Linked DNA regions of Zea mays: region 2 is linked to region 1. Evidence: chromatin contacts called from public Hi-C data. All regions are on one chromosome and are shown on one strand. The core of a region is the stretch at or near the end of the contact, and the rest is flanking DNA. Distances in the headings are between cores, read along the strand shown.

Region 1 (7,401 bases), core at 3,150-5,649:
ATTCTCATTTTATAGTCAATGTAATTGTTTGGCTGCACATCCCTTTGCTTTGTGTGTCATGCTTGTTGCAATTCTATAGCATGATAGGTCTTTAGTCGATGTCCTTAATCTTTAGGGTTGGAACGCTATAAAAGCACTGTATTGACTGATTTCTGTATGGGCTTAATACAGTCTTGGGAATATTCAAACCTATCTGGATTCTGGAGTTGTTTACATATTTTATTCATGTACCACATGGGCATTTTACTTCAAGCTACTTGCTGTTTCTGTTCTTGTGTTGAGATATTTTAAAACTTCACTAATATATTTCTGCTGTTGGATGCAGTTTCTAACCCGCCATGGTATGGAATGTACTGATTTAGAATCAGTGGTTTGTGTTAAAGATCGTAATCTGACAAGCGAATGTAGGTAGAATTGCTGCTTTCTTCATTGATCCGATATAATTTAGTCTCTGTAATTGTAGTATGCTACTTGTGTTTTCAGGTGTCGATAAAATAGTTGGTTATGCTTTGAGTTATCAACTCAAGGATCACCCTATTCAAACTCCTGGAAAGGATGCGAGAGTTGTCCTTTCCGGTGTAAGGTATTGTATCTAAACTTCTTGGTTTGTAACTTGGTATTGTTGTGGGAAACTCTGTTTTCCAGTTTTATCTGGTGACTGCTTTGCTGATGCTTGCTAAACTTCAGCCTTAAGTATGGAATTGATTTGTTGGAAAGTATCCAAAGTGGCCCTAAGAAGAAGAGCACAAAGAAGTCACTCAAGGTGACCTGTTTTCTCGAATTATTAAGATAGCCTCTTGTTATTATGACTGCATGCTATAATTCTTCTCTTATTTATGTAGAATATATAGTTCTACATTGAGTGGCAAAAAAATAACTTTGTTATCTTATTATATTTTACCATGATAAGTAAGTTCATATTGTTGCCTTTGTCTTACATTTTGTTTGTCATTGTTAGGATGTTGTCACAGAGAATGAATTTGAAAAACGTCTTCTTCCAGATGTCATCCCTCCAGATGAGATTGGTGTTACCTTTGAGGATATTGGAGCATTAGAAAATGTCAAGGAAACTTTGCAGGAGTTAGTTATGCTTCCTTTGCAAAGGCCTGAGTTGTTCTCCAAAGGACAACTTATGAAGGTACTGGCCATTCTCTAAACTTTGAAGTGTGACCCTCTTGAAAACCTAATATATCTGTATGTTTAGTAATCCATAAGGGCTTGTTCGGTTCTACCCCAATCCATATGGATTGAGGGGGATTGAGAGAGTTTCAATCCCTAGTAAGTCAAAATCCCCTCCAATCCATATCAATCCCCTCCGATCCATATGGATTGAAAATAACCGAACAAGCCCTAAGGTGGTTTGTTATTTTTTTCACTGATAACTCCATTACTTTCTGTTTCCTGGAGTTCAGTTTTCTTCCGTTTAACTTTGTCAATGATCTCCTCGTGATTATTTGGGGCTATTGTTGAGGCTTTCCTTGCAAAACTCAATTCTTCTGTGTGTTTCTTATCCTGTATTCTGAAATAAATTGAAACAAAAGAATTGTTGTAATGTTAGGACTTAGGATTCTGAATGTCACCTAGTGGTCTTTTTTCGTTACAGTTAATGTAATATTTATTTTCTCGACTCTTACCTCTGTGCAATCATAGTTCTGATCAATGATTTCAAGTCGTCCGACTAATCGCAATTAATCGCGATTAGTCGGGCTGGTCAGCTATTAGGGCACGATTAGCTGGACGACTCGACTAGAATAGTTGGTCGTCCGACTAATTGTCGATTAGAGTGATTAATTGTCCGAGTAACCGACTAGGGGTCGACTAGTCGCCTGGTCTTCGACCAGGCGACTTGAAATCATTGGTTCTGATCATCTATTTGCCCCAGCCATGTAAAGGGATATTGCTTTTTGGTCCACCTGGCACCGGTAAGACCATGCTTGCCAAAGCTGTTGCAACAGAGGCTGGTGCTAATTTTATCAACATATCAATGTCAAGCATTGCTTCAAAGGTACTTGTGCAACGTTATACTCATCAAGTTTGTTCCCGATTTGGAGTACTTATTACTTTGCTGATTTCAACCCTGTAACTATAACAGTGGTTTGGAGAGGGAGAAAAATATGTGAAAGCTGTTTTTTCACTTGCAAGCAAAATTTCTCCTAGTGTTATTTTCGTGGATGAGGTTAGTGATTTTCTTAACGGTCACTGATGATATGCCTATGACATAATAAGTTGTAGCTTACTCATTGATTTGTGTCCTGTATATTAGGTTGATGGCATGCTGGGTAGACGTGAGAATCCAGGGGAACATGAGGCCATGCGCAAGATGAAAAATGAGTTTATGGTGAACTGGGATGGTCTTAGGACAAAAGACAAAGAACGTGTTCTGGTACTTGCTGCCACTAATAGGCCATTTGATCTTGACGAGGCTGTTGTCAGGAGGCTCCCCAGGAGGTAAATTGCACTCCGTATTTATGCTACTTTTCTTCCAACTGTGACATGGTTATAAATAACCCGGCCACAACTTCTCTTCAGGTTGATGGTTAACTTGCCAGATGCACCCAACAGAAAGAAGATTCTTAGCGTGATACTAGCAAAAGAAGATTTGGCAGATGATGTAGATCTGGAGGCGTTAGCAAACCTGACAGATGGGTATTCAGGCAGTGATCTGAAGGTAGGTATTCTATTAAGATATTTCTTTCTTATCCTATTTCCTCGCTTCTTTGTGTTGTTGGCGACACCTATTTTTGCAGAACCTGTGTATAACTGCAGCACATCGTCCCATAAGGGAAATTCTTGAAAGAGAGAAGAAGGTCAGCTGATATTCTTGGAACACTTCCCTATCTGTTTTCTTGCTGCCTTACGACATTGTTATAAGCTAATGTAATACTGTTGAGATTTTCTATGCTAGAAGCATTGACGTGTGGCTTACATTTTTTTTTGTTGCCTATTTGGTTTGGTTTGATGCAATGCAGGAGAGAACCTTAGCTGAAGCAGAAAATAGGCCAGCCCCACCTCAGTGCTGTAGCGGCGACGTTCGCTCCCTAAAGTTTAGTGATTTCAAGCACGCACATGAGCAGGTAAAAATGCTACGGTCACTTGCATTATTTTGTCTTGTAATCTCTGCTCCTGAATTTAATGGCCTTGTGTTTAGGTTTGTGCGAGTATATCATCGGATTCAAAAAATATGAATGAGCTCGTTCAATGGAACGACCTCTACGGAGAAGGCGGGTCGAGGCACAAGACACCGTTGAGCTACTTTATGTAGCCTAACGTTTTTTTAGATGATTTGTACATACAGAAGCAGCCTTTGTATAGGTGTGTTTCCAGTTAATTTTGCTGGAAACATTTATTCATGTCGGGTTTCGTTTCTATAATCATATCAGCTTGTGTCTGCATCTAGTGTAGCCTGAGCTTCTGATTAGTTATTAATTTATTTCAGTCCGTTGGATCTTGCGTCCTGGTATAGTCTGTGAAAGGTCTCGACGGAGATTCATTTGGATTTATTTAATAGTCTGGATGATATGGTAATGTTTGTGTGGGTGTGTGCGTGACAGAGAAGGTTTTACCCTTCCCTCTGCACTAGGTATGGCAAAGAGGAAATTCTCCACAGGTCCTACGAACGCTTGTGGTGGCCATTTCTTTTCCATCTTCGTTATTCGTGGGGATAAATCCTATCGGAATTCCAATTATAATTAGATAGTACTTGATTTGTTATTAATATAAAACATTGTTACTTATACACATTATGTAAAAATCTTTATATATACATTAAAATGAGTACATTTGTACAGGGTGATCTCTTAAAAAGGTAATTATTTATTTTTATCATTAACTATTATATGAAAACATCATTCATGTAAGTTTAACAGATCACCGCGGAGAACAGGGATGAGGAATGTTTTCCCATCTCTGTCCCCGTTTATCCGTCGGAGGAGAATTTTTTTCGTTTACATTCCTGTGCGGGAAAAACTTCTTTATCCCCCCTTTCCATCGGGAATCAGGTCCTCGTTGTCATCTCTACTCACACGCAGCCACGCAAGTGTCAACAACGTAACGTATTTCCTGTATACGAAACCTGGTTTAAAACGGCTACTCCCATGGTGTCCTCGGTCCTCGCCCTCGCATTTTCACTCGCACAGATCACCGGCGTCGCGTTGTGTTGTACATCCTCGCCCTCCTCGCATCATTTGCCACCGTGTCTTCTCTCACGTTGCGGCTTGCTCTCCTACTCCTTCGGCCTGCCACCAAACTGACGTCTTGCTCGCTTCTCGTCATCGCTCACTGCCTCGCCGCTGCTTGCAGGCTTCTCCACTCGCTCCACCACCTCCGCCACATCCTCGGCTGAGAAATAAAGAACTCTAACTCCCCTCGTTGTGATGGCTGTGCGGGCCCGGCCGGCGTCGATGCTGAAGATCTCGCGGTCGTGGATGGCGTAGGGTGTGACTTGTACTAGGGAAGACGGACGTTCGACGCGGCGGCGAGCAAGTGTTGTCGTGCCGGACCGTACTCCCCTTCTCTTCCTGTGCTCCTCCATTTCAATTCCATGTCTCCGCCTCTGTTTGACCGATTCATTATGAAAATTGGTTCATCAGTTTCACAGTATCATTAAATTTGATTCATATATTATGCTTGTGATTCTGTGTCATCTGCTTGTTTTTTGTTGGATTGGACCAAGCTCTTGGACATGTGGAGTATCGAAGAGGAGTATGAGATTTGTTCTCTGTTCGTCAGCTATGGAGGAGCTGAAAAACACGAGCCCACGGGGCAGCGTAGGGGCAAGAAGGCCAGTTCGTCGAGCTTAATCATAAAGAAAGCCATCAACAACGATATAGTACCAAAACAACAAACTTTATATGTCTGCAGTGCCATATTGGAGAGAGATAGCTGCAAAGTCATCCGAGCATAGAACAGACAGTACTCTATATCTGACTACATCATGAATTTGCCAACAAATAAATCAATTTTTATCGGTTTCTTTCTAACAGGTTAAATGGTCTACCAAGCCATTTATTTCTCTTAAATCCTCCTCGCATTTAGCGCACCCTGTTTGAATTCATTATCTGCACTCCTTAATCCGTTGTTGAGTTTTCGTGGTTGGTTAGATGTCGTGCAGTAAATATTGTAACATGTTATTCGAACCATCACTGATCTGTATGTGAATTGTAGTTGACGAATAAATGTTGACTGAGTACTGATGAAAAGTAATATTATCTTTTTCTCTGCAATACTAATCTATTCTGATTTTTTCTATATTTGAAACCTGTTCAAAACGGCGATGAAGGCGATATCCACGTCGGATCGTGAATCAATGACGTTCATTGTGGCCTCCATAGCGAGGAGCAGGCCTCTTGCGATCAATAGCTTCTCGACGTGGTGCCTCCGCCTCCGGCTCCGCCTCCCTCCTCGCGCGAGCACCTCCGGGCTGGGCTCCAGCACGCTGAATTACTGCTTCAAGGTGAACTTAACAACAACTCCTTCCTTGCTATGTTACTGTAATGTTTACATTCTTTATTTTTCTTCAACGTTTGATGATTTTTAAAACTTACGAGCAAACTGTGTGCTTTTTTCATCTACCAAATATACCTATTATATCTCTCATATTAATCTCTCACATGAATATCCTCAAGATTTATATGCTCACACTTATATGCTATTTACTGCCACGTGCCTACTTTATAGATCTTCAGATTTACGTATTTCAACATCTGAACAGTCTTCTCTGTCTAATTAGATTACAGAACTACGCTTGTTCTACTTTCTACCACAAATTTTCCTTTGTAAAAACTACAATATCAATATTGTTTACAGTTTAATCCATTTCTAAAAACAGAGCCGGCCGCCGCTGGCCTGGACGGTCCGCGCTTATGTGCGGACGGTCCGGACATACTGAAAGTCGCCTAAAGGGGGGTGAATAGGTAAATCTGAAATTTATAAACTTTAAGCACAATTTACAAGCCGGGGTTAGCGTTAGAAATAAAAGCGAGTCCGAAAGAGAGAGCGAAAACAAATCACAAGAAATATAACGAATGACACGGTGATTTGTTTTTACTGAGGTTCGGTTCTTGCAAACCTACTCCCCGTTGAGGTGGTCACAAAGACCGGGTCTCTTTCAACCCTTTCCTTCTCTCAAACGGTCACCTAGACCGAGTGAGCTTTTCTCCTCAATCAATTAGGACACTTAGTCCCCACAAGGACCACCGCACAATTGATGTCTCTTGCTTTGATTACAAATGTCTTGGGAACAAGAATAGGGAAGAAGAAAAGCGATCCAAGCGACAAGAACTCAAATGAACACAAATGTCTCTCTCACTAGTCACTAATTTGTTTGGAGTGATTTCGAACTTGGGAGAGGATTTGATCTTTTTGTTTGTGTCTTAGAGTGAAGTCTAGGGCTCTTGTATTGAATGCAATGGCTGAAAACTTGGATGACTTGGAGTGTGGTGATTGGGGGGTATTTATAGCTGATAGTCGCCTAGAGGGGGGGGTGAATAGGGCGAAACTGAAATTCTCAAAAATAATCACAACTACAAGCCGGGTTAGCGTTAGAAATATAATTGAGTCCGCGAGAGAGGGTGCAAAACAAATCGCAAGCAAATAAGAGGTGTGACACGCGGATTTGTTTTACCGAGGTTCGGTTCTTGCAAACCTACTCCCCGTTGAGGTGGTCACAAAGACCGGGTCTCTTTCAACCCTTTCCCTCTCTCAAACGGTCCCTCGGACCGAGTGAGCTTTCTCTTCTCAATCACTTGGAACACAGTTCCTACAAGGACCACCACAAGATTGGTGTCTCTTGCCTCAATTACAAGTGAATTGATCGCAATGAAAGAATCAAGAAAGAAGAAAGCAATCCAAGCACAAGAGCTCGAAAGAACACAAGCAAATCTCTCTCACTAGTCACTAAAGCTTTGTGTGGAATTTGGGAGAGGATTTGATCTCTTGAGTGTGTCTAGAATTGAATGCCTAGCTCTTGTAAATGGTTGGAAGTGTGAAAACTTGGATGCAATGAATGGTGGGTGGTTGGGGGTATTTATAGCCCCAACCACCAAACTAGTCGTTTGGTGGGGCTGACTGTCATATGGTGCACCGGACAGTCCGGTGCACACCAGACAGTCCGGTGCGCCAGCCACGTCACCAAAGCCGTTGGGGTTCGACCGTTGGAGCTCTGACTTCTGGGCCCGCCTGGATGTCCGGTGGCGCACCGGACATGTACTATAGAGTGTCTGGTGCGCCAGTATGGGCACGCCTGACTTCTGTGCGCGCTAGCGCGCATTTAATGCGCTGCAGGTAGCCGTTGGCGCCGAATTAGCCGTTGCTTCGATGGCACACCGGACAGTCCGGTGTACACCGGACATGTCCGGTGAATTATAGCGGACTAGCCGTTGTGAATTCCTGAAGCTGGCGAGT
Region 2 (7,401 bases), core at 1,395-3,894, 66 kb after region 1:
CACATAGTACCATAGATTCCCAATCTAACCTCGATTTGTCTTGTATCTTTTCATTTTCCTGGATGACAAGTCTCTACTAAGTGAAGTCACATATAATCCTAACCTCACTATATTTTACATAAATGAAGCACAACTAACCTCATTAACATTATTTGCACCTAATGCAACTAGCGGTAAGGAACTTGAACAAGGCGGTGGTGAAGACATCACGGGACCTGCCATTAATTCAACCAATAATTTACAAAATTAAAGGTTACATGTGCACGATTCATACCACAGCAAGGCACAAATATCTACCTGGATTTTCAGATATGCCTATGTCTGCATCATTGAACAGCTCTAAATCCTCCATGGTCGATCCACTGCACACAGAAACCGAGCTAGATCTAGTTGGGGGAGGAGACACGAATGGGGGGGAGAGAAGTTGAATGAATCAAGAACATCAGAGACAAACTCACGGGTGCGCATGTGGGGAAGAAGCGGGGACCTTCATTTGGCGGCTCTGGGTCGGAGGCTGCAGGGATTCTAGCTCGGTCGGACAGGCGGCAGCGGCGCCCTTCAATCGGTGGCTCTTGGTCGGAGGCTGCTGCGCCCGGCTTATGGAGGAGATCTCGCGAGGGAGAACAAGACGACGATGGAGGACGCGACGGCGATGGAGGACAACTAGCGATGGAGGACAACTCACGGCGACGGCGCAGGGGACGGAACCCGGTGTCAACGAGACTAATACTGCTCTGAACCTGATAATGGAAAAGGCATATCAATTTTAGGCTGAGTCCAGTGCACAGCCTCCCTCTCGCCCCTGCCACGTCAGCTCTCGCCTCCACTCTCGCCCCTGCTGCTCCAGTGCACAGGCTGCAGCAGGCTACAGCCTCAGGCTATAGCCACGTCAGCTTTTCTATTTCAGAATTAAGTAATTCACGCGGATTTATTTCAACGCTCAGAAAACACACAACATAATATTTTTTATTGAATTAAAAATTACAAAGTACATAATAATTAAAATAAAATGACATGATAATTAAAATAAAATTACATAACTCTAATCGGACTCCTCGATCTCATCCTCATCTTCCTCCTCTTCACGTTCCGCTTCCGGTTCCTCTTCTTCGTCATCTAGCAGACCAAGTTCTTTTTCGACCATCTTTACGGCCCTGCCATGGGTACGTCTTTCAGCCGGGTCCATATCTCTGGTTGATCGGCCCTTTAGGATGTTCCATTGCTTCAAAAGCTTGGCCTTCACTAATCCACCCCACAAGTTCTTCATTTTGAATGCTTCACTTGTTGATTCGCTGCTCGTGGCTTCCTTCCCTTTCCCCTTCGTCTTTGTCTTTCGCGCATCCGCCTTTGCCCTATCACGCCCCACTGGTCGGGGCACTTCCTCCTCGGTGTCTTCAGTGCCTCCAGAACTATATTCACCAGAGACTCCGAGTCGGGTTCTCTTATTCGCAGTCGAATCAGATCCACTACCAAGACCATGCTTTGCTGACCACTTGGGCTCGTAGCGAACAACTTGCCACCAATGATGGCGCTTAAATGGATGCCCCATTTTACCCTCGAACCTCGCCATTGCTGCATCCATGACCATTGCATCGTCAGCTCCGCTCTGACGCAACCTTTCTTCTTGGAGGTAGAATCCATTGAACTTGGTCACCTCCCGGTTGTAGGTGACCCAATGATCTTTAAGTTGCTTGGCGGTTCGATGACGGATAGGGTCGGAGGTGGAGTTATATGTTGCCGCTCCATACGTAGGTGGAGCATATGGATGAGGTGCTCCATACGGAGGTGGAGCATATGGAGCATAAGGAGGTACTCCATACGGAGGTGGAGCATATGGAGGAGGGGCGTATGGAGGTATCTGGAAAGAAGCTTGACTTTCGTCCGCAGCAGGTGGGGGAGGGGCATACGGACGTACCGGGAATGAGGCTTGAATTCTGGCTTGGGAAGTTGGAGGTTGGCCATATGAAGACGGTGGATATTGATATAAATGATAGGGATAAGGGTATGGTGGTGGACGCGCAGCCGGAAATAGTGCACGGGGGAGTGAGGCTGAAACATCGGAGCGACGATGTAGTGAAGAAGACTCATCTAACGGAAGGGTTGTAGGTGACCCATCGGACTGCAAGAGATCCGTGAAGGTGTTCAAATCTGGGGACCAACCCGACATTGTGTGAAGAAAGGGGAGTTTGGAAGAGAAAAATAAGATGGAATGGTGTGTGGAATGAGCTCCACCCGGGTAGGGGTATATATAGATGGATTGGGGATGAAATTTGTGATTTTTTGCAATTTTTTTCGAATTTTTTGTACTCCAAACGGTCAAAAACGGTTAGTTGCAACGGCTAGCACACGTGGACCAATCAGAAGTCGCCACCTCACTGTCGCCCCTCGCTCTCGCCCGCGAAGACGCCATCGCCAACGCGTCGCCCCGCTCTCGCCTGCCTATCGCCTCCCTCTCGCCCGGCGCGCGCTCCAGTGCAGGCGAGAGCGGGGCGATATCGCCCGCTCTTACCGGGCGGTGGCAGTAGCGCCCGCTGGGTCGCTCTCGCCCGCCTCCAGCCCCGCTCTCGCCTCCTGCTGGACGCTATTGCCCTCACTATAGCCTGCATTGGCACCAGCCTTAGAGTGTTGGCTATGCCCAGCTATTTCATAAGGGAGAAACCCTCTCCTAGACCTCCATTACGTGCATCCGTCGAGTTTCATAATGTCAAATTTCTCCCCTGCGAGACAAGCCCTACCTACCACTACCACTCTCGAGTCTCGAGCACCAGCCCTCTCGCCTTCAGCTCCTCCGTCCTCGCCGAACCCCATGGCCCAAAAACCCTGAACTGAGCCCGCCGCCGCTTCTCCAGTCCGCACGAAGCGCACCACAAAATGCGGCGGCTGACGCCGGCGTACGTGACCCTCATCCTGGACCACGTCCTGGGCGACCCCTCGATCCCCACCGCAGCCGCCATCGCGTTAATCGCCGGTCTCCCCTCTCCCTCCGATCCGACCCCGCGCCTCCGCCGCGGGGTCCTTCTCCGCCGCCTCGCCGCCGACCCCGTCTCCGAATCCTCTCTCGAAACCCTCCACCTCCTGGCCTCGCTCCCGCCCTGCGCCTCCCCCATCGCAGCCGCCCACATCGCCGTCGCGGCATTCCTCGCGGCCTCCGCGCCCGACTTCGACGCCGTCGCCAGGGCTCTCTTCGCGCGCCCCGACGGCCGCGCGCGCCAAGCGGTCCACGGCGGAGGTTCCCCCGCGCTCGCATCCGACGATGCCATCGTCACAGTGGACCAGTTCGAGGCTGCCGTCGGGAAGTCCTCTTCTCAGACCATTCTCAGGGGCCTGTGGGGCAACCGGGCCGCCGTGGAGGAGCGGGTCCAGGAGCTCCTCGCCGCTGAATGGGCCGCGATTGGCCCGTCGAGGCTCGAGGCGTTGGCTATGCGGATCGTCGGGGATGGGGCCGTCGAGACATGGGCTGCCGCAGATGAGGCCATGCGTGCCAACTTGCGCATCTTGGGTGATGACTCGTTTTTTGGGTGGATTTTGCAGCAGCATTGTGATCAAGAAACTAGTGTGTAGTGAGTCTTTTCTGTATTTTTGTGATATAGTAAAAATGAGAAGGAATTTAGAGGTCTTATTTCATCTTGGCCTCTATGAAGCAACCATGGGTTGAAGCTATCCCAAACAGACCTTATAATTTGAGTGTACTCCATCCTTGCTAATTTTGCTGCTTCTACTTTCTTGTTTATCTTATATCAAACTACATGTTTTCAATCTTGTGAATACTTTTGATGGCGCCACTGCAATATTTTAATAGGTTCATATCTTTGATGATGCTTTCAGTTAGTTTAGGATCCTCTTGTATGCCTGCATCTATGCTTCTTATTGATTTTGCAATTCTATGCATCCTTGTAGAGCATTTTGAGTTTCATCTCTTTGGGACAGCTCTAGGTCTTTACGTGCATTGTTAGCTGCTAGATGTTTTATGTTTTCTAATTTGCTATGATTCTGGTGTCCGCAAGGTCGTGGACTTCGTAGCCTATAATTGATTATATGATATGAAACTTACAGCTGGGGAAGAAAAAACGCGCGAGATTCTCGACAAACTTGAAAAATCTACCTGCAGCACAAATCCAATTTCAACACCAGCTGTTGAGAAGGTTATGAATGCGCTCAAAGCAAGCTGTGCTGACCTCCACAGCATTGTGGAGGATCCCCTTCCAGCTGCAAAGGCAGTTGCAGATGAGTTATTGGCTGCGAGGATGGAAAAAAGAGTTAGCTTGAATGCTGAAGTAGGAGGTCAGCCAACAACTTGTGGCGCTGCAGGTCCGAGTATTCATAATGACAAAGACAACGGTCCAGGTATAGGCAAACCTCACAGCCTTATGGAGCGAAACGCAACAGCACGAACCTCTCAGGTTTGCATTTATTTTTAAAAATATTTTTCTTTGTTTTTGAACATTGTCCATGCTGAACTTGCTTTGTCTTTTTAGATTGAGTTTGTGCTTGTAATAGCTAGCGATTGTTTCCATTGCGATTGAAAATGATATCAGCACCTATATCATGTCAATATTTTGCATTAAACATTGGGTGTGTACATTTTTGTATTATTCTGTTGATTGAGTTTTTAGTATGAATTATTCTCTACATTGCTCCTGCTCTGCAAAATCGGTATGACATGTCTAATAGCTGTAGGATTTGTTTCACTTTAGTAAGTTAGCTACTGAAATTAGGACTTGGAATTATGAATGCTCTACTTACTGTAGTCTAATTTGAGCTCAATCAAGGCGCCTCATACCGTTCTAGGTAGGTAGCTTATAGGATAGCTCGGTATCATAACCGCAAAATCTAACTTAAATTGTTTATGGTCGTGTTTCTCAAAAATAAAACGTTTGTTTGCAGTGGGAGGAGTCACATGGTCTTGATGGTTCGGAACCACCATCACCACCGAGACCGCGCTTGCCTAGCCCAAGGAGACTACCACCTTCTCCTTTGCCACCGCCTGGAAACAAAAACACTAAGCGGAGAAAGACAAGGAGGTGGAGCTTGTTCGAAGAAGAAACCTTAAGAAAGGGTGTTGAAGAGTATGTTACCTTGTCTTGATGTTCAGTTGTTATCGTTTGACATGTCAGTTATTATTATTATTGCTGTTGCTGTATGTTCCTGTTCTGTTTGTTTCACGTGTAGGTATGGTGTTGGCAATTGGAGGGATATTCTAGATAACAATGCTGAGGCTTTGACCGGCAGGACACCGGTGGGTAATTTTATTATTACAGTTAAGTTGTTGTGGTTTGCAATCAAGGTAGTGACTGGTTGTATTGTAGGTGGACTTGAAGGACAAGTGGAGGAACATGCTTTTCCGTTGATGTAACGGGGAAACATGTAGCTGGACATGCTTTACTAGGGTAAAGTACATAGCATGTAGTCGTCGTACATCACAGCACTCTTGGTCAAGCTTTTCTGGCAGCTGCTGCTACATGATTTTGTGTCACGGTGTTGTAGCAACCGCAGCCCAAACGGTTGGCTTTTCTGGCAGTTGCACAGCAGCAGACTCTTGGTCAAGCTTTTTTGGCAGCTGCTACATGATTTTGTGTTTTGGTGTAGTAGCAGCCGCAGCCCAAACGGTTGGCTTTTCTGGCAGCTGCACAGCAGACCCTTGGTCAAGCTTTTCTGGCAGCTGCAGCTACATGATTTTGTCTCGGTGTAGTAGCAGCCGCAGCCCAAACGGTTGTAGGGGTGAAAACGGGTAGGGTACCCGAAACGGGTACCGGATACGGATACTCATTCGGGACCATTTTTCGGATACGGATACGGGTATTTTTATATTCGGGACGGATACGGGTAATACCCGGATAGTACAGCTTCGGATTCGGGTCGGATATGGAACGAGTACTACCCAGTAAATACCCGGATATTCGGGTCGGATACGGGTACCCGGAATTCGGGTACCCGTTTTTTCTTTTTCTGCATAATAATATAGTTATAAAATCATGACTTTTACATATGAAATCGGATGAAGATAAAGTTTATATGAAAATTGTAGAGCTCGAAGAGATCTATAACTTTGTAGTACAACACATTTTTGTTTAAACATATCTTTAGGCCAAAATCATTGAAATAATATCTAAATTTATATCAAAATAATAGACTTTAACATGAAAATGTGGGGACTTAAGATTATCTCCATGTGGGAACTTAGAATTATCTTTTTATAAACTATTTATTAATATTGGTAACTTATTCGCAATTTCCGGTCGACACTACAATATTTTTATGAATTTAATTGTATTTTGATGATTTTCTACAACAAGAAATTAATAATATACCAAATAGCCTAAAAATTCATCAATTTTTACTGGGACACAACATATATCCACATATAGTTCTCAAAAAACATTTGGATTATAAAATCCACAAGATGTTGGTGTTTCTTCCATTCCACTCCCACTTATTACGTGAGTTACACGTGAAATCATTTTATGTATCGACGTTTCAACATAATTAATATTTCATTTATCATTTTCATGTGGCGACTTGAGGTTTTATTTGAATAGAATGAGACCATAAAATTCACAGGATGTCAACGTTTTTTCTATTTTATTTCCACTTATTACGTGAGTTACACGTGAAATCACTCTAAGTATCCAAGTTTTAACATAATCAATACTTCACTTTACCATTTTTATGTGGGAACTTGAGATTATCTTCTATTAAATGTTTATTAGTATTAATTTACTTGCAATTTCGTGATCGAACAAGAATATTTTATGATAACCAATTAATGCATTATCCGACAAGTATCCGATATCCGATCAAATAATATTCGTATCCGTCACTTATCCGCCCGGATAAATATCCGGTCCCTGTATCCGTATCCGTCCCGTTTCTAACTATCCGTATCCGATCCCGAATCCGTTTTAAATACATTAGGGTAGGATACAGGATGAGCTACTATCCGTCCGTATCCGCCCGTTTTCACCCCTAAACGGTTGGCTTTTCTGGCAGCTGCAGCTACAGTATTTTGTGACGGAATGCTTACCGAGTGGCTGATTCGCGCACTGACGAATTATGAACTCTGTTTCGTATTTTTATTATGTACATTGTCCTGCATGCTTGCATTGTACTAGCTTTACTCACCACATATTTGGATGAATAGGGCTAGGAAAGGTGACCCCCATAGTAAAGCAAATTTAGGGGCGTTTGGTTGCAGTCAATTAAAGTTCAGTCCCTGAATATTAAAATGATAATTGTGGGTATTAAATGTAGTCTAATTATAAAATCAATTATACAGATGAAGACTAAAAGACGAGACATATTTAAACCTAATTGAGTCTATATTTAATACTTTTAGTTGATATCTAAATGTTGATGTAACTGTGTGATTGTGTGATAGCTATTCTTTGGGTTCCACCTCTATGC

The links. A called contact is a pair of places that touch in the nucleus more often than the background predicts.
Region 2: a contact with region 1 is called in a Hi-C map of tassel, with 4 times the contacts expected there. The contact joins the promoter of LOC100382581 here to the enhancer-like site in region 1. A contact is called at or near these places in 3 of 25 Hi-C or Micro-C datasets (ear, leaf and tassel).

Annotation. Positions count from the first base shown.
Region 1 is chr2:223,161,057-223,168,457 of Zm-B73-REFERENCE-NAM-5.0, forward strand. It overlaps LOC103647932 (AAA-type ATPase family protein), which reads left to right. Exons shown (of 28, transcript XM_008672429.4): 18 at 326-404; 19 at 484-583; 20 at 688-763; 21 at 959-1,138; 22 at 1,883-2,005; 23 at 2,093-2,176; 24 at 2,264-2,448; 25 at 2,530-2,668; 26 at 2,748-2,807; 27 at 2,970-3,074; 28 at 3,149-3,525. The coding sequence ends at 3,262. Among protein-coding and RNA genes, the nearest start is that of LOC103647932, 17 kb to the left of the region's middle. Within about 2 kb of position 4,400, at least 6 of the 20 cell types and tissues checked have an H3K27ac peak or open chromatin away from gene starts, as enhancers often do. A contact at or near this core is called in tassel, where this site is marked.
Region 2 is chr2:223,228,434-223,235,834 of Zm-B73-REFERENCE-NAM-5.0, forward strand. It overlaps LOC100382581, which reads left to right and starts at 2,645. Exons shown (of 5, transcript NM_001357830.1): 1 at 2,645-3,499; 2 at 4,054-4,400; 3 at 4,885-5,066; 4 at 5,170-5,236; 5 at 5,307-5,563. The coding sequence starts at 2,872. The coding sequence ends at 5,348.